Linked DNA regions of Mus musculus: regions 1, 2, 3, 5 and 6 are each linked to region 4. Evidence: chromatin contacts called from public Hi-C and promoter capture Hi-C data. All regions are on one chromosome and are shown on one strand. Each heading gives the region's core, a stretch centred on a gene start, on an enhancer-like site or on the middle of the called end of the contact. The rest is flanking DNA. Distances are from core to core; before and after follow the strand shown. Region 1 overlaps C230014O12Rik (RIKEN cDNA C230014O12 gene). Region 2 holds the start of Gapvd1 (GTPase activating protein and VPS9 domains 1). Region 3 holds the start of C230014O12Rik (RIKEN cDNA C230014O12 gene). Region 4 holds the start of Mapkap1 (mitogen-activated protein kinase associated protein 1). Region 5 has its middle 6.0 kb from the start of Gm39792. Region 6 overlaps C230014O12Rik (RIKEN cDNA C230014O12 gene).

Region 1 (4,532 bases), core at 1,681-4,180, 330 kb before region 4:
GTTATGTTGCTGTGATTGAACTCCATGACCAAAAGAAATTTGGGGATGAAAGGGTTTATCTGGCTTGCATGTCCATCCCACAGTCCATCAGTCAGTCCTTAGAGGAAGTCAGGGCAGGAACCTGAAAGTAGAAATTTAAATAGAGATCATGGAGGAACATTTCTTACTGGCTTGCTCTTCGTGGCTTGCTCGGCTTGCTTTTTTATACAACCCAGGACACCCTGCCCAGGGATGGCACCACCAACAGTGGGCTGAAGCCACCCACATCAATCATTTGTCAAGAAAATAGCCTCAGACATACCTACAGGCTGATCTGATGAGGCATTTGCTTAGTTAAGGTTCCCTCTTCCCGAATGACTCTAGCTCATGTCAAGTTGACAAAAACTAACAGCTGATCACCTGTCAACTTGACACATCACTATTAAACCATAACCTTCCCTTTTTTGGTTAGCCCCAAGATCTCAGGTAAATATCCCAATATAAAACACAGTTAACTTTAAAAGTCTCATGCTTTTGAAAATGTTACCACCAAGTTCACAGACACACACACATAAAGGAACTCAGAGTCTGTTCTATGAAGCAGGATGTGGTTATTCATGAATGTGACTGTTGGTCTTTTTAGTTTTTCTGTGGCTTACCTTCTCTGATGCTTCTCAATCTGAACATGGAGTGGTAGGGAGTGCCGTGTGCATAGCCACGGACCTCACACACAGTAAACACTCAGTACATGATAGCTAGCAGCCAGTGAGGAACACCTCACTAACTTAAACTGCACAGAAACCTAGGAAGTTAAGAGAAAGGGTTCCAGCAAGGCCACGTGCCAGTACAGGAAAGCAGCCCAACATTTCCCTTGGGAGGCAGAAGGGAGGAGCCTAGGGTCCCACAGGAGGTGTGGGATGAGGGACCAGGGCGATTGCCTCCACTTGAATTTTAGTCTTTGTATTTTTAAATATTTTAACTCAAATTCATTATACAAAATTTTAAATTTAATGTTCCTAATGATAACTGTTACTGCTGATCCGGAGAGATGGCTCAGTCTGTAAAGTGATTACCACTGAAGCATGAGAGCCTGAGCTCAGATCCCTGGAGTCTGCTAAGAAGCCAGGCTTGTTGGTATACTAGCAGTCTCAGGCCTGGAGAAGCAGAGACAGGAGGACCCTGGGAGCTTGCTGGCCAGACTAGCCAAATCTACGAGCTGGCTCCAATAAGAGACCTTGTTTCAAAAACTAAACTGGAGAGGGATTGAGGAAGATGCCTGATGCTGACCTCTGACCTCCATCTGCATGTGTGCATACCTGTGCACACGCACACACACACACACACACACACACACACACACACACACACTTACACTATAACACAAACCAAAAAGAAAAAAGAAAAAAGGGAAGGAGGGAAGGAGGGAAGGAGGGAAGAAAGAGAAAAGGTGTTACTACCGCAAATAACAAGAAAGCAGAGGACTCCCCAGGGTTGGCCATGAGCCCTGTCACCAGCTCTGAGGATCTTCAGTCTTACTCTCCAGGTAATTCCCCCTCCAATTCCTACATAACTCTGAATCAAACACCCAGCCTCCTACCAGCTCATTGGCTATTTCAGCCATGCCTCTGTTACAGTTTTTGTTTCTGAAACAGGGTCTTACTGAATAATGCTGGTCTGAAACTTAGCACATAAACCAGGCTGGCCTAGAACTCATAGAGATCCGCCAGCCTCTGCCTCTCCAATGCTGAGGTTACAGGTGTCATCACACTTGACTTACAGGTGCCATCACATCTGACTTCTTCTGGATTTTTAAAAATTATTTAATTATCAAATGCACTTATCACACATAAAGCAAATTATAGATCCGGATGTTATCCTAGCACTTAGGAAGCTGAGACAAAAGGATTTATTAATTCAGCCTGATATACAGATACATACATATATATGTGTGTATATATACGTGTATATATGTATGTATATGTATATGTACATATGGGTGTATATGAATATATACATATCTACACATATGTGTATGTATGTACACCTATCAAGAATAGATGGATCTTTCTAATTTTATCTATGCCATTTTCATACTATGCTCTTCTGCTCTGGATTTCCTGTAAGATGGCAATTGATATAGAGGCTTGACCATTTTAATAATTTTCCTATCCACACTAGTCCACAAGTGTCACGGCATTCTTCCATCACAAGGTATATTATGGGCAGGAGTGATGGCTCTGTTAGTAACCTGTCTGCTGTACAGTATGGGGGTCTGAATTTGGGCCCCAGGAATGGTGGTAAATGTCTGTAATTCTAGAGCTATTGGGGCAGGGCAGAGCGACTGGAAGATCCTGGAGATTACTGGCCAGCCATCTCTGGTGGACCAGTGAGTTCCAGGCTCAGTGAAAAGTGAGGCGCACAAGGATGGAGCAGGAGATGCCCTATGTTGATAACTGGCTTCTACAGGCGCATGCACACACATGCACATGCGCACACACACATACACAGAGAGAGAGAGAGAGAGAGAGAGAGAGAGAGAGAGAGAGAGAGAGAGAGAGAGAGAGCACTTATTTCTTCTTGTGTGTTTGCAGTGAACACAGCTCACTGCTAAGAACCTTTATTTCGCTGGAATTTGGGAAACACATTCACAGTCTTACCCCCTCCCTTATCAGGCAGAACAGAACACATCTCCACGGAGAAAGGTAACATCTCTGTGTTAGGGCCACAGTGGGCATTTTCTTCCTTCTTCCTTGCTTTACTTTTCTTTTAAAAGATAACTCCACACCCCACCAACATCTTCCGAGCTGCCCTGTGGGCATTGCTTGGTTTTTCTGGTCTGGGCTGGCTTGTTTCATGTCACTATGAATTGTGAGTTTGGTAGTGTGTCACCCACCGCCACTGTGACAGTGAGCTTGTCTCCCTGTGAGTTCCACTTCCCCTTTGAAGTTTCACCATGTCTTTGCTTCCTGGAAAGACAACATCCTAGGCTTGTCTGGGGCAGGTTCCATGCCAGAGCTGGAGGCAGCTTTCTCATGCTAGGGAGGGTGTGGGCTAAGTGAGGATGCTGTCTCTGCCACCGAGGCTCCTACAAACTGGGCCAGCAGATTCACTGGTTCTCTGAGCTGGACACTAGTGAAAGCTTGTACTCGGTCTGTAGTTGGTGTTCTGTCTGAGATAAACAGGTGCCTGTTCACATGCCTCTGGGGAAAAAGTCACGCCACAGCTGGGGAAGAGAAGGGAGAAGAGACACTAACACTGGAGATGGTAATCTATATATGCCAACTGGCAAGACCTTCCGAACAGCACCACAGGTTCCAGCTACCATGAACCCCAGTTCACAGGGGTGGGAACAGCACCAAGTCCCAAGATCTTTCTCTGGGGACCACAACTGGTGAGAGCTGACTAAAACTTGAACCTCAGAGGTTCTAATCTGAGAGCCCACAATTCCACCCTGCCTGTGCAGAAGAAGAGGGGCTTTGCTTCCACCAAGACACTGTATGGAAGGGGGTCCTTTGCCCCCAAAATGCTGCCTTTTGAGCCCCCTGACTCCCACTAATCCTGCTTGCCATTTTTCTAACAGGGTGGAACCTATTTTTCCTCCTCCCCTGAGTCTGGGCTGCTCTGTGGCAGCTGTAACTCAAAGACAGTGGCAGGTATGAGGTCAGAACACAGATCCAGAAGTTCTGAAAGAATGCTGGCATGGGAGAAGCCAGGGCCACCCAAGACCACCAGTGTTGGGCAAGCTCAAGCCAGAACCTTTGAAAGCTGCAGAAGGAGAGACACTGTTGCCTGCCACCTTGCTGTCTGTCATCCCAGGATAGGGACTGGACATGAGAGCACAGTGCCCTGTGGGTGTTACAGCACTTACAGATGCCACACAGAAAAGCTACATAGCCTCAGATTATTGTCCCAGTGGGACAATTTCTGCCATCTTCAGAAACCCAGAACTCCGTGTCTAGGACTCTAACAGCGGAAGTGGGTTCTACACGGAGTTGTCTGATAGGACCATTGCCTTCCTGTTTCCCCACACTGCAGGCATGACCTACATCCCCATGAAGTACCCATTGAGGGCTGTGATCCCCTTTAAAGGTCCCCCAGATCCAAGGCCACACTCTACTTTGTGGCTTCCATTCCTCCAAAGGCAATTCTGAGAAGGCCAAAGGGACCCAGGGATGTCATGGTACATACCTTTTCCCAAGGTACCTGCAACCCTCAATATACCCCAAACAGTCAAGGTCCCTAGGCCCAAAGGAGGTCCTTCCCTCTTCCTCAGAAGCCCAGCAGGGAATCCAAATGCTGTGAATGAACAGAGGGAACCTGACCCTGAAGGGTGATGGACAGCAAGAGAGATAAGCAGAGATGCAGAGACAGAGGAAGAGAGGGAGTCTAACCTGGGCAAATATAGGAAGGGTAGAGGAAAGGAGGGAAAGAGCAAAAATGGGGCTTATCAGCCTTAAGAAGAGAGATGTACAGAAGCAGAAGGCTGAGAGAGGACATGGTGAGCTAGACCCCAGGCAAGGAACAGCCTTGGGCAGGCAGAAGTCAGGGGGGGA
Region 2 (4,715 bases), core at 2,060-4,559, 350 kb after region 4:
CCTCTTCCTATTTAAAAGCTTTATCACCTTTATGATTTTTAAGAAAAGCACTGGCAGCACAACTCCTAGTGTGCTTGCCTGCTATTTTACAGCATGTGCAAAGCCATAGGTTCCAAAGGAGGCGGCGGAGGACTGGGAAAATGGTTCAGTTGGTGGATCGCTTCCCACTCAAGCAGGAGGGAGGACCTGAGTTCAGATTCCCAACTCCTATGTAAAAAGCCACTACTGTAGCCAGTGTCTGTGATCCCTGGACTGGGAATCAAAGACAGTGGGAACTCCGGGCTTGCTGACAAGCCAGTAGGAGATCTTGTCTCAAATACTACGGTAGAGAGACAGGAAGACATTCAACATGAAACTCTGGCTTCCAGAAACACATGCACACACATGTAAACACATGAACATTTATATACCCATACAACACACATACAAAAGAAGGTAAGAGGAAAAAAAATTAGCAAATACAAAAATTTCTTTTCACAAGCTTCAGGGGCTTGAAAGTGTGTGATGCCTCAGCACAAAAATCACAACACTCATTTCCTCTTCTTCCTACAGTGTTGAGCTGATTCCCCAGTACACTGGATGAAATATCTACGGTCTGGTCTATCTTTCAAAACTACACTGGTATCATTCACATATATATATATATTTTAAAGGGCAGGAGTGGTGGCTTACACCTATATCCCCAGCACTTGGAAGACAAAGGTAGAAGGACCACACAGCACATTTGAAGCCAACCTGGTGTACATACCCAGTTTTAGGTGAACAGGGCTATTGAGTCCTTGATTATAAAATTCTCTTGCAGGGAAGCGGGGAGGAGATAGGGGATTTTCAGAAGGGAATCTAGGAAAGGGGATAACATTTGAAATGTAAATAAAGAAAATATCCAATAAAAAATATTTTAAAAATCTTTTGCATGTATCTCATTCTGTCTGCTTTTCTTTTTTCTTTTTTTCCCCTCTCTTTTTTCTTACTGAATGACAAAATTTGGGTACTGTTAAGTCCCCTTCAAAGTTTATCTTTATTTCAGGAATTCTTAATCATTCTGTGCCATGGATAGTCTGGGGAAGTTTAAGGTTCCCTTCTCAAAATGCTTTTAAAAGCAAAACTCTGCCCGGTGTGGTGGTGCACGCCTTTAATCCCAGCATTCGGGAGGCAGAGGCAGGCAGATTCTGAGTTCGAGTGCAGCCTAGTCTACAAAGTGAGTTCCAGGACAGCCAGGGCTATACAGAGAAACCCTGTCTCAACCCCCCCACCCAAAAAAAAAAAGCAAAACTCCTATCAGTACAAAGGAAACCAATTATACTGACATATTATGAAATGTAAAACTGACATGTATGTATAGCTACATCTTATTACATAAGATAAGATATAGCAGAAACTCACAGACTCAAAGAAATCCATCAACAAACATGATATTTTGAGAATGCTCCAACTGTAAACATAACACAAAAATATCTGTAAATTCTATTGGTGACAAACTCACAGGGATTGCTAATACTACTGTGGTTTGGTACTTGTTTTTATAACTAAAGGCAACAGTTTCAATTACTGGTTTGTAAATAAAGGTGTAATTTTACCTTCATTCTCACTAAAGACATTCTATCTACATTCAATGCACCGAGGAACCACGAGTTGGAAGCTCTAGTTCCCAGACCTCATCCTTTTTGCTCAAACTCAAAATTTTCATTTTATTAAGTTTAATTTAATTGAGTCTTAACGTTAAAAAAACCAGAGTCCTCGTCGTTCCTACCGCTTATCTGACTCCTCACCTTATTTCACTTTATTTAGAATTATGCCTTGGATCCCGCTCGTTTCTGAGGTCTATCCAGGCAGCACCCGTGACAATTCTGTCCGTCAATAAAAGTCGACAATTGAAAGAAGAGAGATGGACAGAACGGACACTTCAAGACCACCAGCAGCAAGTGCACAGACGCCAAGCCCGGCGCGCGTTTGCGGGTGCACGGCGTCCCCAGCCCGGAGCGTCCGGCGCGTCCCTGGCGGCGCTCCCAAGCCATTCGGTCCGCTCCTGGCCTCCCGGGCTCGGCTGCCCACCTGCCCCGGACGCCCACAGAGGCGACCCGCGCTACTGCGCCCCTTCCCGCCCCGTCGCGCTCCCACCCCATCCCCCCCATGCGCCCTGTGTCCCCGCCGCCTCAGGCAGGCTGCCGGAACCCGCACGCCGCCACCCCTCTCGCGGGGCCCGGCCGCGCGGCTTCCCACCCGAGCGACGCCGGGCACGGGGCAGGCCCGGGGCCCGGGGCGGGGCGGCCGTCAGGCGCGGGCTGCGGTGCTAGGCCAGACGGCGGGGCACGCGGTGCGGACCGGCCGGGGACGCGCACTCACCGGTGAGGTCATGCGGAGGACGGCGCCCAGGTCCTCGCTGGACTGCCTCTCGGCCTCGGAGCCGTCGCCCTCGCTGCGAACTGCCACCGCCGCCCAGCCGCCGCCACAGATCGCCAGTCGGTTTCCCTGCCTCCTGCGGCGGCGCTGCCCCCTCAGCAGTGCGCGTGCGCGGCGCCGCGGGGGCCCCTGGGATCGGTGGTCCGGACCACGGCCGCCCTTCCGCTCCCGGTCGCGAACCGCCTTGCCAGGACCTGTACGCCGATCCTCCGCCCTCACGTCTCCGTGTACCTGGTGCTAGAGAAGACGGGTGGAAGAAAAATGACACTCCTCTCTTGCTCGGAACATCATCCAATAGCCAGCCTCTCTCTCTCTCTCTCTCTCTCTCTCTCTCTCTCTCTCTCCTCTCTCTCTCTCTCTCTCTCTCTCTCTCTCTCTCTCTCTCTCTCTCGCTCTTCCCCTTTCACTTAAAAGCTATGCCAATTGGACGGTATCTTCATTTTTAACTTATAAATATAATTTCCCACTTCTCGTTTTGTCGATTTTTATTGTAACTGTGTTATTTAAAAATAACATTACATTAAATAAACTGTAAACTGTGTTACATTAAATAGGCTTAGGTCGGTTTTGTTTTTTCAAAAAAAAAAAAAAAATGAAAGGACGCGTCAAGTTAGCAGAAGTGAACAGTCCCAGAAACCTTAGAGCTAGAACATACCTTAAAGGTCATCGGTGCAGCTCCCACCCAAGCAGGAATGGCCTCCACGTCTCACTTCTGTTTCGGATGTTCCAGTATCAGCTCACTACCTCTCAGGAGTACAGCCTGCTCCTCTCTGTTGCACAGCTCTAAATGTTAGAAAGTTCTGCCTTCTGCTGAGCTGAAATCTGCTTCCCTTGTCTTTCCTCCCTTTGCAGGTAGTTATTCTGCCTGGAAGCAAGGAGAATTGGTTCCCACTTGACAGCCCTTTAAAATATTGAAGACAATGAATATATCCTGCAACACCACGAGTCTCATGCTCCGCCCCCAAGGTGGGGGGAGGGGGAAGTGAAAACTCATCTTCCCAACTATTCAAACATAAATCAGATCCCAGACAGCTTTCCACCCGTCTTCCATACACCTCCTTTAAAAATCATCAGAATTGAACTAGCATGGTAGCTCTCACCTGTAATCTAAAACCTTTGGGAGGCTGAAGCAAATGTCTCAGAATTAGACAAAAGTTTAAACCAGCCTGAGCTACACAGGATGTCTAGACCAGCGGGAGCTATCCTTTGAGACCCTGCCTCAAAAGGAAATTCTTTTGTCACAATTTGCTTCCTATTTGCTACTTTGTTACAATAGCATTGTGGGTATCAAGTAAAATGTCTTTGGTACCATGTTGCCATTCAACAGAGTTCAATTAAAGATTATCAGTCGGGTCTGTTACATTGTACAAAGCACCAACCAGATGAAAAAGCAAGTGGATACAATTTACAATATAAAGTGGAGAGTATCTCCCATAGATTGAGTTTTGTAACAATAAACTAAATTACAAAGTGCTATGAAGAATTACAAAGTGTTATGAGATTCCAGAGAAAGAGACCATATTGAATTAAGAAATCAAGACCTAGGCTGAGTTTTGTGGCCCATGACTTTAATCCCAGCAGTTGGAAGGCAAAATCAGACCAATCTCAGAGTTCCAGGATAACCAGGATTATACAGAGCCCCTGTCTCAAAAGGCCAAAGAAGAAAAGAAAGAAAGGAAAAGAGATTTGGCTGTGACTAGATTCCAAGGTAGATGAGTCAGGATCCCAGCACTCAAGAGGCAAAAACAGGCAGGCGGAGGCAAAAACAGGCAGGCAGATCTCAAGGCTAGCCTAGTCTACAGAGCAAGTTCCAGGACAGTGCTACACAGAGAAATCTTGTTTAAAAAAAAAAAAAAAAAAAAAAAGGAAAAGAAAAAGAAAAAGAAAAAGAAAAAAAATCCAGAAAAAGAGAGGGGGAGGATATAAAATTTGTAGACTGCATAAGGGAAAACCCCCTTGAACAGAAGATTGTGTTCAAAGGCTCCAGAGCTCCAGAGCACAAAATCCACCTGCCTCTGCCTCCCAAGTGCTGGGATTAAAGGCTTGTGCCACCACTGCCCAGCTTGAAGAAAGGCTTTCAAAGACACAAAAGGAAACCTTCAAGTAAAGGCATTTGCCACCAAACCGAACCACCAGAGTTTGACACCAAACACCCCACATAGGGGAGGAAGGATAAATGACTCCTGCAATATTTTCTGACCACCACTGTGGCAAAAACTTGCCCCCCATAAACAAACAAACAAACACACAAATAAATTGTGTGAATGTATAAATGTGTAAATACATAAATGAATATACATAAATAAAAAGAAAGG
Region 3 (4,833 bases), core at 2,231-4,730, 300 kb before region 4:
CAGGGTTTTCCAGAATGAGAATGGGGGACGTGGCCCCCATGGCTTTACCAGGCAGTAGTGCCTGCCACACCCATCTGTGCCCACTTGTGCGTGCACACGTGTGCTCAGCTGAGCATGTGGAAGTGTGTACTTACATGCCCAGTGGTGCCTGATCTCACACTTGGATACATGAAGTGCTTGCTCTTCGTGTGTTCAAACACAGGCTCAGTGCATGTGTGTCTATCTCCACATGGGATCACATTCGTGTGTGTTCTCATGGGCTCCGAATGCTCACAGCCTGGGGTGGCATGGATGTGTGAATACAAGCCAGGGTAGACACCAACACCCACCAGCCTTGTCCAGGCTAGACACCAACATTGGTCTTGTCGATCCACACATTCCACAGCTGAAGTTTAGTGCCATAACTTGCTCACAGTCATTATTTCCAATACACTGCTTTCCTTGAGACCTGCTGCCACCTCTTTGTTTCTTAGCTTTTATTTAAAAGTTCCAGGGCTGACAAGATGGTAACCACGTAGGTAAAAAGCACTTGCCATCAAGTCTGATGGCCTGAATTCAATCACCAGGACCCATATACATATACATTCAGAGATGACTAAAAACAGTTTTTCACACACATACACACACACACACACGAACATGCACACCACCCCGTTTTGAGATGGCTCAGCAGTTAAGAGCATTTATTGATCCAGCAGAGGACTTGGGTTTGGTTCCCAGCACTCACACGGCAACTCAACATCTGATCCCAGTTCCAGGGATCCAATGCCCTCTTCTGACCTCTGCAGGTATCAGACATGAACTTGGTGCACAGACATACATACAGGCAAAACACCCATACAAATAAAATAAATAAATCTTTAAATTTTAGTTCTAGTCCTTAGAATTCAAGGGGACTCATGGTCCACCCCCTCTCCGTTCCTGCCTCCTCCAAAATCTATCTCTATATCCCTGGCTCAGCCAGCAAGACCCGCCCCAGTAGATAATGAAGGACCACACTGAGCCTCGACCATGCACAAGTGCTCTCAGGCCCACCCTGGGTGCTGGGACCACCCCTTAGGAAGAGAGCAGAAGCCAGGAGGCCCAGCTGGTAATGGAGGCACCAGGCCTCTCCTCGGGGGCAGCTGGAGGGGTCCAGGAGTCTCCCTCACACCATCTCATCACTGTAAATAATGCCGAAAATGAGTCGTTTTTAAAGAGTGTCCAGTGGGATTCTGGAGCCTTGTTTTAATTATACAAAACCAGCATGGGTGCTCAGGCAGATGCTGGCGCTAATTGTTTTGAAAGCCGGCCCTCTTGGCTCCTCAGAATGCCCTGTCTGGGCACATTTTGAGCAGTTTTCACAGTCACACAATGAAGTCACTCCCAGACTGGGCAGGTACGGGCGAGACACACCAGAGACCTGCCTTAGGGACCTCTTCCTCCTTGACCTCACCCCTACTCAGTCCAGGCTCTGGCCACCACCCCTCCTCACAACACAATCAGCTGGCAAGATGCTCTGAGGCTGAGAAGATGCTGGGAGGGACACACTGTGAGCACCAGCAGAGGTGAGGGAGGGCACCCTGCTTCACCAGTGCGTCCCCTCTGTGAACCTAGGCCTCCTCCTGCTCTGCCCGCAGACTCTGTAATACCTGATTTATTACCTCTCCTTAGTGGTTGAGGGTCAGAAGGCTCTAAGCCAAGGTCACACCGCTAGGAAACCACAGAGGACCCCAGTCTCAGCTCTACCCTCTTGTGGCTGGAAAGGCAGTAGGGAACAGATGTGCATGCGCCGAGACGTGTAGAGAATGGATGCATAGATGGCCAGACAGACAGACAGACAGAGAGTGGTCCCAGAGGGAGAATCGGGGGAGAAGAAGAGACCATTGGCAAATTGTGCCTTTAATCCAGCCACTACTGTATGGGTTTATAAGAGGCAAATGGACCCCTTCTCAGATACTGGGGTGTGGGGAGCCACAGCATTGTGTGGAGCCCCTCTTTTAAAAAATCAGCCAGAAATTAAACAGGGCTAGCACTGAAGGCATTGAGAGATAAATACAAGAAAAAAGCTACAGAGAACTAGGGACCCACACACACACAAAGGAGAAGGTGGGGACCCAGGGGCAAAGCAGAACAGAATAGGGAGTCGGTGAGCTCAAGGTGGGGTGCCAAGGCTGGTGAGCCCTGCAGAGGGACAGGCCTGGGCCGGAGGAGGTGATGGATGGCGTGCCCATCAATTTCTGAAGGCCAAGGCTCGGAGAGCAGCCGAGTCAGTGAAATTTACATTATTAATCTCTTGTAATAATCTATGACTCAAGCAGGCTGAGAAAATAGCCGCAGCTACGGAGTGACCAGCCTATATAAATAACGGCTCCCCGCTCAATTTAATTGCACTCTGGTGAAAGCCCTCTTCTTGTATCTTTCTAATTACTTTAGTTTCATTAGGTCTAGCAGAGAAAGGGAGAGAAAGAGAGAGAGAGCCGTGAAAAAGAGAGGGAGAGAAAGGGGGAGGGGCAGGGGGAGCGTCGCAACAATGAAAAATTCATATTCCGATTTTTTTTTGTTCTGTGAAATATTTAAATGTTAATAGCCATTCCGTCGTTGACATGCTATCTCACCAGTGTGGAGTTAAACAGAAAATCTATTTAATCTACGGGATCTCATTAAATGGTCGTGGCAAGGCAGTGGCTGGGAAGTAGTCAATAGCCGGGAAAGAGGAGAGGGAGGAGGGGTGGGGGAGGGAAGAAAGAGCTGCTAAGATTCTTTAATTTAATTTATTGTCGTGCATGAGACACCAGGAGAGGCGGGGAGACGCTGGCTCCTGCGCCTCCATTTGAGTGGCTAATGATTAAATGTTTTCCATTGTGCTACAGCTGGTATGTATTATCACAGAGTGAGTGAAAAACAGAAACTCTCAGCAATTTTGACTGCTTTCCAAATATTAGCCCCTTTTAAAGCCATTAAAAGATTATCACTGATTTAACCAAATGTCTGTTTGGAGTATTAACCGCAGTCTGTTCTCCGAATCCCCAGAATGCCTCTCCTCTCTCCTCTCCTCCGATTATCTCATCCACCCAGCAGTATTTAATTTCATTCCCATGAATATGCAATGAATTTAATTTTGAACACTATTTTCATCTGCTCCTGTAATCACAAAAAATGCTGGTGTAATTAGTTTCTAATTACTTGCTTTAATTGTTGTAGTAATCATTTTAATTACCCAAATGCACAGACATCAAACGCTAAAAGGAAAATAATCCTCTCGCACCTCCTACCTTGTCTTTCAGCCTCGGTGTTTGATATCTCGATTTTGACACGGGCAACCTTCACTGAGCCGGGGGTGCTCCGGGGGGCTTCTGGGGCTCAGGGAGGCCGCTCCAAGCCCAGGCCTCAACACAATCTGCTCACAGAAATTTGCATGCCCCCCAAAAAACCATTAAGTTAAAATATACAGTTATTGTACCTTTCTGGGCCGGGCGCCACGCGCGGGCTTATTGCTGAAGCCCAAACCGGCACGAGCAGATGGTAAATCATGAAATTTTATGAAATTATTACGCCGGCGAGGTGTTTTGAATAGGAGCAGCTGTGAAGGAGATGGGACGTTATAAACACTCACAGGTGTTGCCATCTCCTCCTCTGCCAGCCGCAACATAAAAAAAAAATTAAATTATAAACAAACCAGGCAAATGTTGTAATCTCTCTCCTCGACACACTCCTTACAGGGAAATTGCTTAAACTAAGCAAAGAATTCAATTTTAATTTGCATAAAATATTTATCAAGGCTTACGCAAATTTCCGCGCGGCTCCCTTCCTGCCAAGTTGAAAATTGCTCAGACATACAGAGGTGGAATATCGGCATGTGAGGAGACCATTAGGCCAGCCCTCCCGGCCACTCGAGCTGTGCAGACGCCACGTGCCCAGCAGCAGGCCAGGCTCTGCCAATTTGGCCTTTTAATTTTTTTTTTCTTTTTCTTTCGTCCCTTTTTTGCAAACAGATTGTTTTTCTCATTATGTTTTTATATGTACCTAAACTGTTAATTAGGCCCTTAGAAGCGTTTTTATTGGGGCCTAAGTGTAACGGGCTGCTTTGTTCACAGGCCCGCACCTTTCAGCGGCTCCACGAACAGGGGTTTTTTTGCCTCCGTGGCAGTCCAGGGTTACGTGCGGGGAGAAGGGCGCCCTGACCTAGGGAGGATGTTTCAGTTCTCCTGGGTGCTTGCGGATGGTGGCCCCAGAGGAGAAGAGGAAGAGGAGGAAGCTGAGGAAGCAAAGACAGAGTCGCACTTCCTCTGGACTCGGGGCGGCTTCTAAGTCAGGAAGCCCTCCAGGCCGGATTCCAGAAAGCAGGATCTTAGCACTTCACAGTGCAGCCTTGTCTACACCTGCCTGAGGCCTTTATACCTCTTCTACCTCAGAATGTTGAGTCAAGACTGCTGGCAGCCTGGTCCGGCTTCCCAGCCCAGAGGAACCCTCCTTAAAGAAACCCCTCACACACAAACTTTCTTCACAGAGTTTGACACCATCAGGGTGGACCTGTCCCGGAGTTTTAGTGTCTGCTTCCTTTAATAGGATGAGACCCTCATGAGGACAAAGATGCCGATCTGGCTCTGGGTGTGTTCTCTGACAGAGCCTTGCCTGATAGCATGGGGTCTGCGTACAAAAAGGGTAGAGAGGAACCAACCGTCACCAAGCCGGAAGCATCTTTTGTTAGTTAGGGAAGTGCACTGAGCCAGGACTGGGCTACTTGGAGTGTGGCCTTTGACCCTACCACATGGGTCACCTGTGTGTCAAATGAAACACTGATGTCCACACGCCCGGCCTCAGGGGTGCCTCGGCCTTTGCCACCCACATGAT
Region 4 (4,468 bases), core at 1,426-3,925:
GTGCTGGGATTAAAGGCGTGAGCTTGAAATGCATTTTTTGAGACACTTCCCAGAGGATTTCTCTGAGAGAAGAACAATAGCATCACCTAATTTATACCTTCACTAGCTTTATCATGACTTTCTCTTTGGTGCTGTGTGTGTATATATGTGTATGTATGTGTGTGTGTGTATGTGTGCACACAAAAGCCAGAGGACAGTCTCAGGTATGGTTGTTCCTCAGACCATCCAACCTTTTTTTTTTTCTTCTTCTGAGACAGGCTCTCCCTATGCAGTCCTGGCTGGCCTAGAACTTGATATACAAACCAGGCTGGCTGGCCTCAGGTACACAGAATTTGCCTATCTCTGTCAATTTGATTTTTTGAGACAGGGTCTCTCTGTGAGTCTTGGGAGTCAACCAATTAGGTAAGACTGACTGGCCAGCGTGCCTCTAATCTCTGCCCACCTCTGTTTCTCAGCAGTGTGTGTGCCCCCACATACATGAGTTTTGCAGATCAAACTCCGGGCTTCACGCATGCATGGCAAGTGGTTTACTAAGCTGTCCCTCCAGCCCTCTGCCACTGATTTCCATCCCAGAAAGTTAGTCTTACATCTCCCCCAAACTGTCTACCAGTCCTGAATATGGTTCTTGTCATCACTATGAGTGGGCAAGGAGCATGCTGATTCACATGTGTTACTCCATGTTGAGCACTGAGCTGGTGTTTATCATATGTGAACTTATTTGAGTCTCATAACAATACTCAGAAGTTGGCACTGCTGTTACTAATGGAAACATTGAGAAGAGGTCTAGTGTCTGAAGACTAACAGAAATTTAGATTGGTATTTGACTTTTTAAAAAAATATTTTTAAGTAAGTTTACCACTCCATACATAAAAAGTATCCTGGTCACACTCACCACCCCAAATAATCATCCCAGAGCCATTCCTGCCCTCTTCCAAGTTTCTCACTAGTCCCCCTCCTCAAAAAATGTGATCCCAGTTTGTGTTGCCCATAAATTCTTGAGTGTGGCGCCATCCGTTGGAGATGGTTGACCTGCCATGCCCTTAAGGTAAACCAACTCTTCCTCCCCCAGTAGCCAGCAATTGTCCATAACTCGTCTAGGAACTGGGCTTGTGAGCTCCTCTTGCTTCCATTCTGGAATGTTGACTGGCTTCATCTTGTGCGTTTCTTTTTTTGGGGGGGGGGGTTGGGGTTTTGAGACAGGGTTTCTCTGTATATCCCTGGCTGTTCTGGAACTCACTTTGTAGACCAGGCTGGCCTTGAACTCAGAAATCCATCTGCTTCTCCCTCCCGAGTGCTGGGATTAAAGGCATGTGCCACCATGCCCGGCTATCTTGTGCATTTCTTGTACAGGTAACCAGAGGTAGTGTGAATTCATGAATGCAGAGAAGGTATTGTTTCTTCTGGGCCTCTGGCTGTTACAATCTTTCTGTTCCCAATTTCAATGGTGGTCTCTGAGCCTTTCAGTGAAGGTGCTATGTATCCTGTTGCAGGGTATTTGATCACACTGTGAACCCCACGGTTGTGTTACTGAAAAAACCTGTTTTTAGTTGTGGTGTGGCTCAGCCCTTAGCTCACACCTTTAATCCCTCTGGTTGGAATACAGATGTGCCCTTAGTACACACCTTTAATCGCAAACAATGAAGGTAAAGTTAGTTGGTAAATGGAAGCAAGCAGCCATGTTTGAAAGTGATGTCTAATTGAATGACAAAGTGATGCATCAGAAAAAGATTTGACAGAATAGGATATACCCAACTCTCAAGAGAAGAGGGAAGGAGGCAGTTTTACAAGGAGAGTTTGATACAGACAGGTTGAAGAGAGAACAAGCTAGACACAGGTGAAGATAGAATGAGCCAAAGAAAAAGAACCAGGGGATTAGAACAGGTTGCTTAAATTAGAATGAAGCCTAGCAGAGCAATTCTGTCAGAAACTGAGTGGAGCCAGATTGAATCAGTCAGCTTGGAGAAAAGTTTGAGCCAGAATCGCCAGTCCGAGATCAGAAAGTACTAGAAAGGATGATCGTATTCAGCAGCAAACATTTCAGGCTGAAAACATTCTAGGCTTTGATTAGATTCAATGGAGGCTGAAAAATTCCAGGACTAGGTCTAGGTTAGCAGACTGAGATAGTAAGCCTCCAGACGACAATTACTACAGAACGACAGGAGAATAAGTTACAATTACAGTGTCCTACTGTGGCTGAGCACTCGATGGACATTTCATCTGTGCACCATGGCCACTTGTGAGAGTTTCTGTATTAACCATTGTCCACTGCAGTAAAAAAACAAAACAAAATAAAACAAAAAAATACCCAAACTTCTCTGATTAGGTGTGAGAGCGTCACTAATCTGGGTTTAGATAGTAATTTAAAAAGCAGTTTGATACTATGTCCATGTAGCAAATAATAGTTGCAGTGAACTCTTCTTTCTGATATGGCGGTTAAGATGAAGACTTTTCCCTGTAAAAGTAAGACGTAGCTTACAGAGATCCTTACACTTGAAGGTAAACAGAAGTTGGTTAACCTGCTCCAGAAACGGCCAAGGGCAGCACGCATGCGCAACCACCCACCAGTTCCCGCCCCTTGTCCCGCCCCCGGGAGGCAGCGACTTCTCGTTCCTGGCTCTGGGGCTTGCGCACTGCGTCCCCAGCCAAAGGCGTCTTGCAGATCGGGGACTTCCGGTACGCGGGGTACGGTTCCGGGTCGTGGCGCGGCTCTGGGTAACAGGGCTGCTGTTGCCGGCCGGCGGCGGCGGGGTCATGAGGGCGTGCCCGGGGCGCCAGGGCCGAGTGGGCCGGTAGGACTGCCGAGGACTTCGTAGGCGCTGGGTTCGGTGCAGGGGCCGGGAGGCGTGGGGGAGTCGGGACCTCCCTCAGGGACGTGTCCCGGGCGAGGCGGCCTGTAGTGTGGGAGCAGCTTCAGGTAAAGGTTGCCCCAGCCGTCGCCCCCTCGCCCGCGGGACCCTCCGACCTCTCAGCACCCCGCTGCCGTCGCTGCCCAGCGGCGCCCGTTGGGGCTGTGCTCGGTGGCCTGGGAACATCGGTTTCCTTGCTCTTCCTGAGCCTGACAGCTGGGTGTGTGACTTAGGTGAGGAGAGACTTTGGACCTGGTTGTGCGGGGGCGGGGGAGGGGGCAGTCCTTGGCTCTGGCGGTTTCGGGTCTCGGAACTCTGCAAGGTCCGGTGCCCAAGTTCCATCCTGTGAAATCAACTTTTCAAAGCATTGCCAGGGCAGTCCTGAAACGGTCCCACTGATTGTTTATATCCCGAGAGCGCTGCGGGGAACTTGGAGTCCGTTTTTCTGTTTATGGGAGTGACAAGGAATGGTGAAGTTGCGGGGGCCGTGGGGGGGGGGTTGGGAAGAAGAAAAGATTATAGTTTAAAGAAGTGTATAACTCAAGCCAGAAGCTCTAAGATGAAACAGGGACCTCACAATTTGTTACAGCTTCCAATGAATGACCGCAGTATTTGAAACTGTCACTGTTCCCAACTCTGTGCAAAGCACCATGTTTATTACAAACCCCCAAAGGGCCGAGTTCAAAACCTTCCCAGGTGTAAACAGGAACGTGTACAGACACATCAGTTGATGAGGTCGGCCTTCGCAGGACTCACAGAAAGGATGGGTCCCTATTGTGCACAACCACCAGGGCAGAAATAAAGTGCGTTACTCCTATGTTTAGGAGCCACCCAAGCTGCAGTGACAAATCTTGCTCAATGCTATTTGCCCCCATCTTTTTCAGTCACACCCCTTCAAGCTTACTGGACGCTAGGGAGGGGCATGCCAGGTGTCCCTTTCCTTTAAGCTTTGCTCATATCTGCCTTCTGCTACTAAATGTGAATAGTGCCTGCGACGCCTCTATAATCTTGTGGCTCTCTGCTAGTGTTTAACAGCTAACCTTTTAAAAGTCCCTGCTATGGGCCTTTCTTCTGGATAAGTAGGATCTCACATCATTTTTGATTTGTTCTCACATAAACTTTTTTTTTTCCTCACCCTGTCCTGCCTAGACACTTCCTATGTTTTGATTTCTATTGCTAATGCTTCCCATGGTCCAACTGATGGTGGTCTCACTCAGCCAATTAAGGACAATCCCAGCTTTGAATGAGTGATTCATTGACCCTCCCATTTTTAAGAATTATTTTAAATATGTATGTGTGTCCATGTGGGATTTGTTTGTGTACATGTGAGGGCAGTTGCCTACAGTGGTCAGAAGAGCCAAAGAGCGTGTCAGATCCCCTAGGACTGGAGCCGTTGGTGCTGTGAGCGGCACATTGTAGGTGCTGGGAACTGAACTTGGGTACTGCACAAGAGCAGTGCTGGTTCTTAATTGCTGAACCATTTCTCCATCCCCTGGGAATGATTTCTTCCGGAAAACCCTATAAGCGCCCCTTATTTACAGTCCCTTAGCAAGCATTCATTGTGCATGGATATAGGTCAGCCACTGCATGGCAGTTTAATAAGTAAGACTCAGTCATTGTGT
Region 5 (4,425 bases), core at 1,422-3,921, 490 kb before region 4:
CTACTCATGATGTTCTGTTCTGTTTGCACATAGGAGCCTAGCATGGCTGTCCTCTGAGAGGCTCACCCAGCATCTGACTAAAACAGATGCAGAGACCCACAGCCAAACATTAATGAACCTCAGGGAGTGTTATTTCTGTAAGAGTTAGGGGAAGGATTGAGGGACCCAAAGAGGACAGGGACTCCATAGGAAGACCAATAGAGTCAACTAACCTGGACATGGGGGCTCCCTGAGGCTGATCCACCAACCAAAGAGCAAACATGGGCTGGACCTAGGCACCTTGCACATATGTAACAGATGTGTAGCTTGGTCTTCATGCTGGTCCTCCAATAACTGGAGCAGGAGCTGTCCCTGACTCTGTTGCCTGCCTGTGGATGCCTCCTCCCCCCCACTCTGGGCTGCCTTGTCTGGCCTCAGTGGGAGAGGATGCCCCTAGTCCTGCAGTGACTTGATTCGCCAGGGTCAGGGTGGGTATAATACCTACAGGGGGCCTCCCCTTTCTCAAAGGACAAGAGGGGGGAGGAATGGGGAAGGATCTGCATGAGGGATTACTGGGAGGAGAGGTGGGGCTGACATTGGAATGTAAAGTGAATAAATAAATTAAAAAAAATAAAGGTATCTGCATTATAGTTTCTCAACAAACAAACAAAAACAAAGCAGAGGCACTCATATCAGACTTGGCAAACATAGCTGTTAAGAGCCACAAAGGAAGATCTGTCACACAGGGGTCACAGATGGCAGCAATGACCACAGGACAACTTTCCAAACCTCAACTTACTACAACAACCACAGGAGGAGAGCTGGGAGTGCAGGGACAGCTAGCTGAATCTGTACGAACACTCTCCAATGCTGACAGTGTGAAACACACAAGTCATCACCATAGCCCACAGGCTTCCCCGGCAGCTGCTGTCACTCCAGAGTTTACCAGCTCCCAGCATCAGCATCTAAACAACCCATGACGCTGTTCTCTTTCCCAATAAACCCCCAACCTCTCTGATTTACCTGTTTGCTTGCCTGCTTATTCTAAGACGGAGTCTCATGTAGCCCAGGCTGGCCTCAGGCTTACTATGTACCAGGCTGGCCTTGAACTACTGACCACTCCCACCTCTGTCTCCTAGTTGCTGAGATTGCAGACTGTGCCACTATGCCCAACCCCAATCCCAGCCTGTTCTTTTGTTCTTTGGACATACCAGCAGGCACCCTGATTTGATATGTATGTTCCAAGTATGTTCAATGTAATATTCTTTGTATATTCCCAAATAAATCCTTTGTTTGGAGACATATCAATGATTTCATGTTGAAATCAGTCTTATTTCCATTTGAATTGTCTTTTTAAGTATTTTTTTAACATAAATATATGGTTTCTGACTATCTCTCTTGTCCCTACCTAGCTTAGTGTTCCTTTGGAGTGAAGAGACACCATGACCAACCCACCTCTTATAAATGACATTTAGTTGGGGCTGGCTTACAGGTTCTGAGGTTCAGTCCATTATCATCACAGCAGGAAGCATGGCAGCATGCAGGCAGGCGTGGCACAGAAATAGCTGAGAGTTCTACATCTTGTTCTGAAGGCAAACAGAAGACTGAGTTCCTCAGGCAGCTAGGAGGAGGTTCTCTTCCTCAATGGGTGGAGCCTGAGCACAGGAGATCTCCAAAGCCCACTGCCACAGTGACACACTTCCTCCAACAAGTCCATACCTCCTAGCAATACAACTCTCTATAGGCCAAGTGTATTCAAACCATCACACTACCTATAAAGTGTGTGTGTGTGTGTGTATGTATGTATGTATGTATGTATGTGTGTGTGTGTATGTGTGTATGTGAATGTGTATGGTGTGTGTGAATGGGTGTGTATGTGTGTGTGTGTGTTTATGTGTGTGTGTATGTATGTGTGTGTGTGGATGCATGTGTATGTGTGTGTATGTTTATATGTGTGTGAATGTGCGTGTGAATGTGTGTATGAATGTGTGTGTGGTGTATGTGTGTGTGTATGTGTGTGAATGTGTGTGTGGTGTGTGTGTGTGTATGTGTGTGTGAATGTGTGTGTGGTGTGTTTATGTGTGTGTTTATGTGTGTGTGTATGTGTTTGTTTATGTGCGTGTATGTGTGTGTTTATGTGTGTGTGTATGTATGTGTGTATGTTTGTATGTGTGTGTGTGAATGTGTGTGTTTATGTGTGTGGTGTGTGTGTGTGTGAATGTGTGTGTGTATGTGTGTGTGTGTGTGTGTGTGTACCTCTGGGTTCACATGCACATGTGGGTTGTATGTAGAGGCCAGTGTTTGATCTCTCTCTTTCCACCTTCTTTTTCTGAGGCGAGGTCACTGAAGCTGGTCTTCATTGGTTGGCTAATGTAGCTGGCCAGTGAAGTCATCCTGTTTCCTGTCTTGACACGAGCACTGAGGTTACAGGCATGTGCCACCACTCCCAGCTTTACACCGGTGCTGGGGATCTGCAACAGTACTTTTTGGCTACTTTATTGGGTTCTTATATCTACCACCCTTCTCTACCCTGATCCCTTCCAACCCTCCAACACTAGGTAGGCAAGAAAGAAGGTTATGGGGGATGGGAGAGGAAGGGGTATAGATCTCTTTAGACTACCTCCTACTGATTAGGGGCATCTAGTTTCTTGGAGCAAATCCAATATTCACCTGGCAGGGGATCTCCAGCCAACAGCCAGCAATAGCAGCAGCAGCAGCAGCAGCAGCAGCAGCATTAGCAGGAACCAGCACTGACAGCCACCACCACAGTGTCTCTTAGGACTCTGGCACTTTTATAACCTCTCAAGGGTCCCCAGGATTCCAAACATAAACAGTCTTCAGCTGGCAAAATCACACCTCTGCCAGAGCATGAGACAACTCATAGTTCGTGGCTGTGGACAATCTGAAGCAGCCCCATAGCTCACATCTGGTATCAAAACGAAAACACACTCACGTAACACTTCTGTGTTTCAGAAGAAAGCAAATCCTCACTTTCAGGGATCCAAACACAGACCCTCACGTTTGCAGAGCAGGCAATGTTTCCTCTGGAGGTGCCCTGCCAGACACCCTGTTCAGCCTCTGTTTTACTTCCTGTCTCATCGGCTCAACAGCACCTCTGCCTAAGAACTCAAGAGACTTGCTTTGGTCTCCTAAATGGCAGCCCACGTCTATTTTGGCTTATTCGATGTATCCCCGATTAGTGGATATTTAGGGTTTCATTCTCTGTTTATTATGAATTACAAAAGGAAATGTAAAGGTAGTTTTTATTCTTGTGTATGTTTGCATGTGTGTTTGTGATGTGTGTGTGTCCACAGAGGCCAGAAGAGGGCACTGGATTCCCTGGAACTGCAGTTAACACTTGATGAGCCATTTGATGCTGGGACCCAACCAGGTCCCCTAGCATGACCACAAGAACCCTGGGGCCACTGAGTTGCCTCGCCAGTCCCAGGCTTTCTCTCTATGGACAGCACCCTCATAGGGGCCCCCATGCAAATGCCCTCTCTAGAAAAGAGATTGGCAATTTGATTTTTATTTATTTATTTTGTCCTTCAAATTTGTTGTATGGATTTGCATTATTGCCAATAGTATTTGAGAGTCCCTACTTCTGTGCACCCTCACGAACATTTAATGTCAAACCTTAATTTTTTTAAAACCAAGCTGACGAGTAAAATATGTTTCGTGGTAGCTTAATGGTTTAGTCCCTTGATTGCTACTGAAAATGAACATTCTTCAAGTTTATTGGCCATTTGAACTTCCTTTTCTATAAATCGACTTTTTCTTTTTTTATCATTTGCTGGGTGTTCTATTGGGCCATTTGTCTTTTTCTTATTGATTTGTTAGAATTCTTTATATATTCTGGATGCTAATCCCTTATCTGCAATATAAATTGCAAATATTTTCTCCCTGGAGATAGCTGTTTCTAGCTTGTTTATGGTGTGTCTTGTCACACTGAAGTTTTACATGGTAGCCGAGCACATCTATCAACTGCTTCTTTTACTCTGCTTGCCTTGGGTCCTGCTGGTTTCAGCTGTGACGTGGTGGGCCAAGTTAAACTGTCAGGAACACAAGCCCTGGGGACCGGGGAGCTTTTCTGACTCCCTCCTCAAGACATCAGCTTGAGGGGCAGTGGGGGCAGACGCGGGGAGCAGATGCTGAGAGGGAGAAGGAAGGCATCTGTCTTTCAGTGGGGAGCCAGGAGTAGTACTTCAGTGCTGGTGAGGCCAGGCACACAGCTTCCGTTCCAAGCCCTTCTGTTTTTCATGTATCGTCAACTGCTTTCTCACATTTCAGTTTTATTGGATTCTTTAATTAATATATATATATATATATATATTACACTACTTGTGCATATTTGTGAGCATATACACCATGAAGCATGGTGGAGAGGTCAGAGGACAACTTGAGAGAGTCAGTGCTCTTCTTCTGTCACATAAGTCCCAGGGATCG
Region 6 (4,792 bases), core at 1,127-3,626, 380 kb before region 4:
TGAATTCCTGATTAATTGTAATAGTTCCTGCTTGTTCTTTCAAATTTCCTAGGTAAATAATCACATAATGTGATTGCCCCCTTTACTTTCTTTTGATCTTATCATATACATACATACATACATACATACATATATATGGTAATAGAATATATGTTACATACATATATATGATAATAGAATATATGTATATATTTCTTTCTGCATTAGTCAAGGCAAGCTTTCTGAGACATGAGGAGCAGTACTGAGCAACCAGTTTTCCCAGGGGAAGCAGCCCTGATAAGGGGCTCTGGGCAATTTCTGTGGTGTAAATTCTCCCATCACAGCAGGCCTTCAGTTGCTGATGGGATGTCACTAGATGTGGAATTTATAAAGAGACACGTGGCCTCAATGTGAGGTGGTCTTCAGGGAAGAACACAAAAACAAAATAACAAAAAGAAAAGTTGGAAAACACATGTGTGCACGCGCACACACACACACACACACACACACACACACACACACAGAGGACCAGTTGCAATGAGCATTACCTCTTCCACAGTAGCTCTAAGAGCGCCTGTGACACACTCCACTCTACTTGTTCAATGGGGAAGGGTGGAATAGTGGCCATTACAAAAGGATGGCAAGATCACCTGGTGCAGCTGCATTCCTCTGAGTCCTGCCTCCCTGACACTCTTCTCTCGGGCAATACAGTCAGATTTGAACTGGATTCCCAGAGTTCCGGTGTTGTTCATCTGTTCCCCAGCTGGTGGCGCTATTGATAGGTGGATGAACCCTTTAGGAGGTGGAGTCTATTTGGAGGAAGTAGGTCATTAAGGGTGAGTCTTTGAAGATGATATTGTGACCTTGCAACCCACCCTCCACCCCCCACCCCCCATCCCCTCAGCGCTTGCTGGCCCCCATGAAGTGAGCAGCCTCCTCTATCATAGAGACTTGGCACGATATCCTGCTCCACCTCAGACTAAAGCAATGGACGCCAGCCAGCCACGGGCTGAACTGTGTCCAAATTAAACTTTGCATCTTTTCAATTGTTTTCCTTGGGGTATGTGTCCAGGAGGTGAAGAGGTCACAAACACTCGGACAGCTTCTGTGCTCCTCAACCCCTCCCTCTCTTTTCCCGGGACTGCTGAAGTCACAGCTCCTCCAATTGGGCTTCATCCTGCCTCCTTTTGGAGGGTAAGAGGTAGTAGAACTTTCTCCTGGCCCACCCAACCATACCAAGTCCAAACTGGAGCCCCTGTCCTGTCCTGGTGGCTCTCATCAACACGCTCTTTGCCTACAGATCGAGCAAATAGCGGTTCATGAGGTTCAGGTATCCGTTTCTCCCTACTGTACCCCAGGGCCAGAATTCCCAGGGGAATGGCCTCCCTGATGGCCCTGTTCTCTCAGTAAATACCTTTGCCCACTGCTTAGAAGATCTAGTGTCTTCTACCCCTTCATCAACTGTGCCTTTCATGGTCACCAACAGTGTTGCTCAGACACGTGACCCTGTTCTTCTGAGTCCCAGAAGCGTTGACTCCACCCTCCTCTTGAGACACTCCAGTGTAGTGACTTTCCTTCACCATCTCTGCGACTCCATTTCTGCCTTCCGTCTCCACCCTCTCAGCGTCCTTCAAGATGCCCCTCCCCTACTTTCCCAGTGACCCACCCCTCTTCCTGGCCAGCTAACCACGCATGGCACGTGTTCAGCTCACCGTCGTACTCTCTCCTTTAACCATGTTAGCTAACCTTAAGTATGTCCGAAGCTCCTTTTTCTAATCTGTGAAGTAGGGTAACTGCTAGCTGCATGCTAACACTAACCTGGGGGTACATGCCCCCTGGGTAGGGCACAAAGGGGGCACCCGATGAACCTGACCCCTGGTGGTAGGTTTTATTATCATCCTTCTTGGTCATCTGGAGGGAGAAGGCTACACGAAGGAGGTAAAGCCATCACACGCCACACAGTCTGTGGGACCTGTTGAAGCCCTCCCCACAATGTGGAAGGGGAGATTTCTGAGCTCAGACAGGGACTGTGGGGAGGAGTCAGGGATTCGGGGGGAGGAGTCTACTCTCCAGCAATGCGCAAACTCTGTGCTCTTCTTGTTCCTCTGTCACCAGGGCCTATATTAAGATCATCAAATGTCAGCACAGACGCTTTAACTGCTAATGTGAGTGTGAAAGACAGGTGGATTGCAGGTGTGCTGGTGGGAAGAGAGAAGTCAGGAGGTAGAAAAAGCAAGGAGGGGGCAGAGGGTGAAGGTAGAGAAGCCGGCTTCAGTTCCGTGGGAGCCACAAGATGTGTGTTGCGCGGCAGACAACAGACCTGTAGAGACAGGATCAGTCTGTGGGCTGCTGGCTCCAGGGGCAGCCTGGATAGGCTGGGCTGTGGGTACAGCTCTGGCTCTATGAGACTGCAGGGAGTCTGGGCTTCACACCCCTGCAGCGACTCTCACTTAATGAGTGAAAGGCAGTAGGGTAAAGAGCCCCCCTCTGGAAAACAGACTGTCTGCAAAGGCGGCTGTCAAAGCGAGGCCCCGTTGCTAAGGGAACCGCCTGGGAAGTCAAGAGATGAAGTCACCCCACCTCTCCAGCAAGCTTGAGGTTCAGAAGGGGCCTGGCATTCCAATCCATGTCTGCACTGGTGCCTCTCTGGCCAGGCTTCCGAACCTAGGCGGGGCTGAGATCTTGCCTTCCATGACTGCCCACGCCTGGCTAGTCATTAGTCCAATGGTTGACCAAAGAAACTTGGCTAAGCACTAAGAGGCACAGAGGCTCAGGAGAGCCTGCAGGAGGTCAGTCTGGTACCAAAGGGGCCACAGCACCCCAGGGACTCAGGACTTTAATTAAATCCAGAGGGAAGCAGCTCTAAGCTGACGTGAGGATGGAACCCTTAGGATAGGCAAGAAAACTACTGTCTTAGATGCTTTACTACCATGACCAAGCCAACTTGGGGAGGAAAGGGTTTACTTAGGGTCTGCCTCCACATCATACATCACTGATGGGAGTCAAGACAGGAACTCAAACAGGGCTGGAACCTGGAGACAGGAGCTAATTGCAGAGACCATGGGCAGACGATGCTTACTGGCTTGCTTAGCCCGTTTTCTTCTAGAACCCAGGATCACCAGCCCAGGAATGGCACCACCCACAATGAGCTGGGCCTTCCCCACCGCACCCCATCCCCCATCAATCACTAATTAAGAAGGGTTTATTTAGCTTATGCTCCACATTACTGACTACAGGTTTGCCTACATCCTAACCTCATGGAGGCATTTTCTCAATTGAGGCTCCTTCCTTTCCAATGTCTCTAGCTTGTGCCAAAGTAACGAACCAGCTGGTTTAATAAAACTAGCCAGAACAAGCACTAAAGTTTGAACACAGCCAGCCTCAGTGGGGGAGCCTTGAAACTTACAGAGGTGGCTTCTCTCCAGAGAGTCTGACATCTGCGGGGAGCAATCCAGGACAGCGTGGTCTTTCATCCCTACACTCATGGCTATGCTCATGGTCCACCAAGTCTGAGGACCCCTGGGCATGGCCCTGTCTAGACATCCCAAAGACCTACTTACTCGTTTTGTTACTATATGAATATTTTTATAAAGGAAAGCAGAAGACTTGCTTAGTCTCCGGTGGAGGCCATGTTGGCATTATACCCCCAATCAGGTCTTGGGAAGATCTATTGAAAAGAAGGAGCCTTGGCATTGGGGCCAAGCAGAACAGACAGCAAAGGCAAATCCTTGCTGCCATGCCCTCCCCAGGTAACCTGGGGGCAGTTCCTCACAGTCCTTATGCCTGAGGGTCAGTGTGAACATAGGGAGTAGATGTGGGGGCGTCTAGAGACGGTGCACACACAGCTGTGCATGACAACAAGACTCAGTAGTGATGATATCATGATCTTGAATTCCCGCCTCTCAGAGGATGACCCAGTCCTTTCCTGACACAGGTGCCAGCTTTCAACTCCCTTGGCATGTACCCCTTGCCCTTTGAGTGAGTCACAAACAACTTCCTCTCAAGACATGCTGAGTGGCTGGCACAGAGATGGCCAACCTGCCCTTCCTCCAGGAAGCTTCCAGTCTTAAGACTGGGGGTAGAAAACACTAGCAATGCAGACGCCAGGCTAGCAATGCAGGCACCAGGCTAGCAATGCAGACGCCAGGCTAGCAATGCAGGTGCCAGGCTAGCAATGCAGGCACCAGGCTAGCAATGCAGGTGCCAGGCTAGCAATGCAGGTGCCAGGCTAGCAATGCAGGTGCCAGGCTAGCAATGCAGGCACCAGGGTCATGATGCTCACAATGGAGCCTCCCAGCTCCCTGCTGCTTTGTCCCTGGCCCTGGCCCTCAAACACGCTGTTCCCTGTCCTACCAGCTCTTGGAAAGCAATATTGGAAACCAAATTCATGGGCTAAGACTGGACTCTGGCATTAGTCAGATGGGCACCATTCCAGTCCACACTCACGGGCCTGGAAGTGGGAGATGCACCTCACCTCGGTCTCGCAGCTGAGAACACGGGGCACACTGAAGCTCTGGCACGCAGCTAAGATGTGCCCCACCTGCACTGCACCTGAGAATTTGTGTCATAATTACTCCTTGTTCTCCTTGGCTCATGATGGAGCCAGTTCCTCTGCACTCAGGAAAAGGTGAAAACCAGAACGGGCCTGTGATCTAGGCAGAGAGTGAGATTGCTTGCCTGTGCTTTAGCTGAGATCTTATTAGCCTGGGCTCTAGCTGAAATCTTGCCAGCCTGTGTTCTAGCAGGGATCTTGCTAGCCTGTGCTCTGGCTGAGAGATCTTGTTAGTCATCTCTTCCTTGGCACCATGTCTAG

Evidence for each region. Promoter capture Hi-C pulls out the DNA fragments that hold promoters and counts their contacts. A called contact is a pair of places that touch in the nucleus more often than the background predicts. Capture Hi-C pulls out chosen DNA fragments and counts their contacts.
Region 1: a promoter capture Hi-C map of cranial neural crest shows a contact between it and region 4, with 2.8 times the contacts expected there. The contact joins the enhancer-like site here to the promoter of Mapkap1 in region 4. A contact is called at or near these places in 4 of 39 promoter capture datasets (the C10 cell line, cranial neural crest, hippocampal neurons and 1 more), 1 of 115 datasets of contacts at active chromatin or transcription factors (large pre-B cells) and 1 of 9 other capture datasets (embryonic stem cells).
Region 2: a contact with region 4 is called in a Hi-C map of LSK cells, with 5 times the contacts expected there. The contact joins the promoter of Gapvd1 here to the promoter of Mapkap1 in region 4. A contact is called at or near these places in 1 of 39 promoter capture datasets (embryonic stem cells), 2 of 484 Hi-C or Micro-C datasets (LSK cells and uterus), 2 of 115 datasets of contacts at active chromatin or transcription factors (astrocytes and effector CD8 T cells) and 1 of 9 other capture datasets (adipose tissue).
Region 3: a promoter capture Hi-C map of pancreatic islet shows a contact between it and region 4, with 3 times the contacts expected there. The contact joins the promoter of C230014O12Rik here to the promoter of Mapkap1 in region 4. A contact is called at or near these places in 1 of 39 promoter capture datasets (hippocampal neurons), 1 of 115 datasets of contacts at active chromatin or transcription factors (bone marrow-derived macrophages) and 1 of 9 other capture datasets (pancreatic islet).
Region 5: a promoter capture Hi-C map of the HPC-7 cell line shows a contact between it and region 4, with 3 times the contacts expected there. The contact joins the enhancer-like site here to the promoter of Mapkap1 in region 4. A contact is called at or near these places in 5 of 39 promoter capture datasets (the HPC-7 cell line, frontonasal cranial neural crest, hematopoietic stem and progenitor cells and 2 more), 3 of 115 datasets of contacts at active chromatin or transcription factors (astrocytes, embryonic basal ganglia and embryonic limb bud) and 1 of 9 other capture datasets (liver).
Region 6: a contact with region 4 is called in a promoter capture Hi-C map of hippocampal neurons, with 7 times the contacts expected there. The contact joins the enhancer-like site here to the promoter of Mapkap1 in region 4. A contact is called at or near these places in 7 of 39 promoter capture datasets (the 3T3-L1 cell line, hippocampal neurons, liver and 2 more), 1 of 484 Hi-C or Micro-C datasets (cerebral cortex), 6 of 115 datasets of contacts at active chromatin or transcription factors (the 230-238 cell line, astrocytes, embryonic basal ganglia and 3 more) and 2 of 9 other capture datasets (embryonic stem cells and pancreatic islet).

Annotation. Positions count from the first base shown.
Region 1 is chr2:34,073,616-34,078,147 of GRCm38.p6, forward strand. The region is part of intron 1 of C230014O12Rik (RIKEN cDNA C230014O12 gene); the gene reads right to left. Among named protein-coding and RNA genes, the nearest start is that of C230014O12Rik, 32 kb to the right of the region's middle. Within about 2 kb of position 2,931, at least 20 of the 459 cell types and tissues checked have an H3K27ac peak or open chromatin away from gene starts, as enhancers often do.
Region 2 is chr2:34,751,923-34,756,637 of GRCm38.p6, forward strand. It overlaps Gapvd1 (GTPase activating protein and VPS9 domains 1), which reads right to left and starts at 3,310. Exons shown (of 27, transcript NM_001356441.1): 1 at 3,056-3,310; 2 at 2,344-2,637.
Region 3 is chr2:34,104,255-34,109,087 of GRCm38.p6, forward strand. C230014O12Rik (RIKEN cDNA C230014O12 gene) reads right to left here and starts at 3,481. Exons shown (of 4, transcript NR_130173.1): 1 at 3,255-3,481.
Region 4 is chr2:34,404,176-34,408,643 of GRCm38.p6, forward strand. Mapkap1 (mitogen-activated protein kinase associated protein 1) reads left to right here and starts at 2,676. Exons shown (of 12, transcript NM_177345.4): 1 at 2,676-3,079.
Region 5 is chr2:33,912,155-33,916,579 of GRCm38.p6, forward strand. No RefSeq gene overlaps it. Among named protein-coding and RNA genes, the nearest start is that of Gm39792, 6.0 kb to the left of the region's middle. Within about 2 kb of position 2,672, at least 28 of the 459 cell types and tissues checked have an H3K27ac peak or open chromatin away from gene starts, as enhancers often do. A contact at or near this core is called in the HPC-7 cell line and hematopoietic stem and progenitor cells, where this site is marked.
Region 6 is chr2:34,025,170-34,029,961 of GRCm38.p6, forward strand. C230014O12Rik (RIKEN cDNA C230014O12 gene) reads right to left here. Exons shown (of 4, transcript NR_130173.1): 3 at 630-788. Among named protein-coding and RNA genes, the nearest start is that of Gm39793, 65 kb to the left of the region's middle. Within about 2 kb of position 2,377, at least 40 of the 459 cell types and tissues checked have an H3K27ac peak or open chromatin away from gene starts, as enhancers often do. A contact at or near this core is called in cerebral cortex and hippocampal neurons, where this site is marked.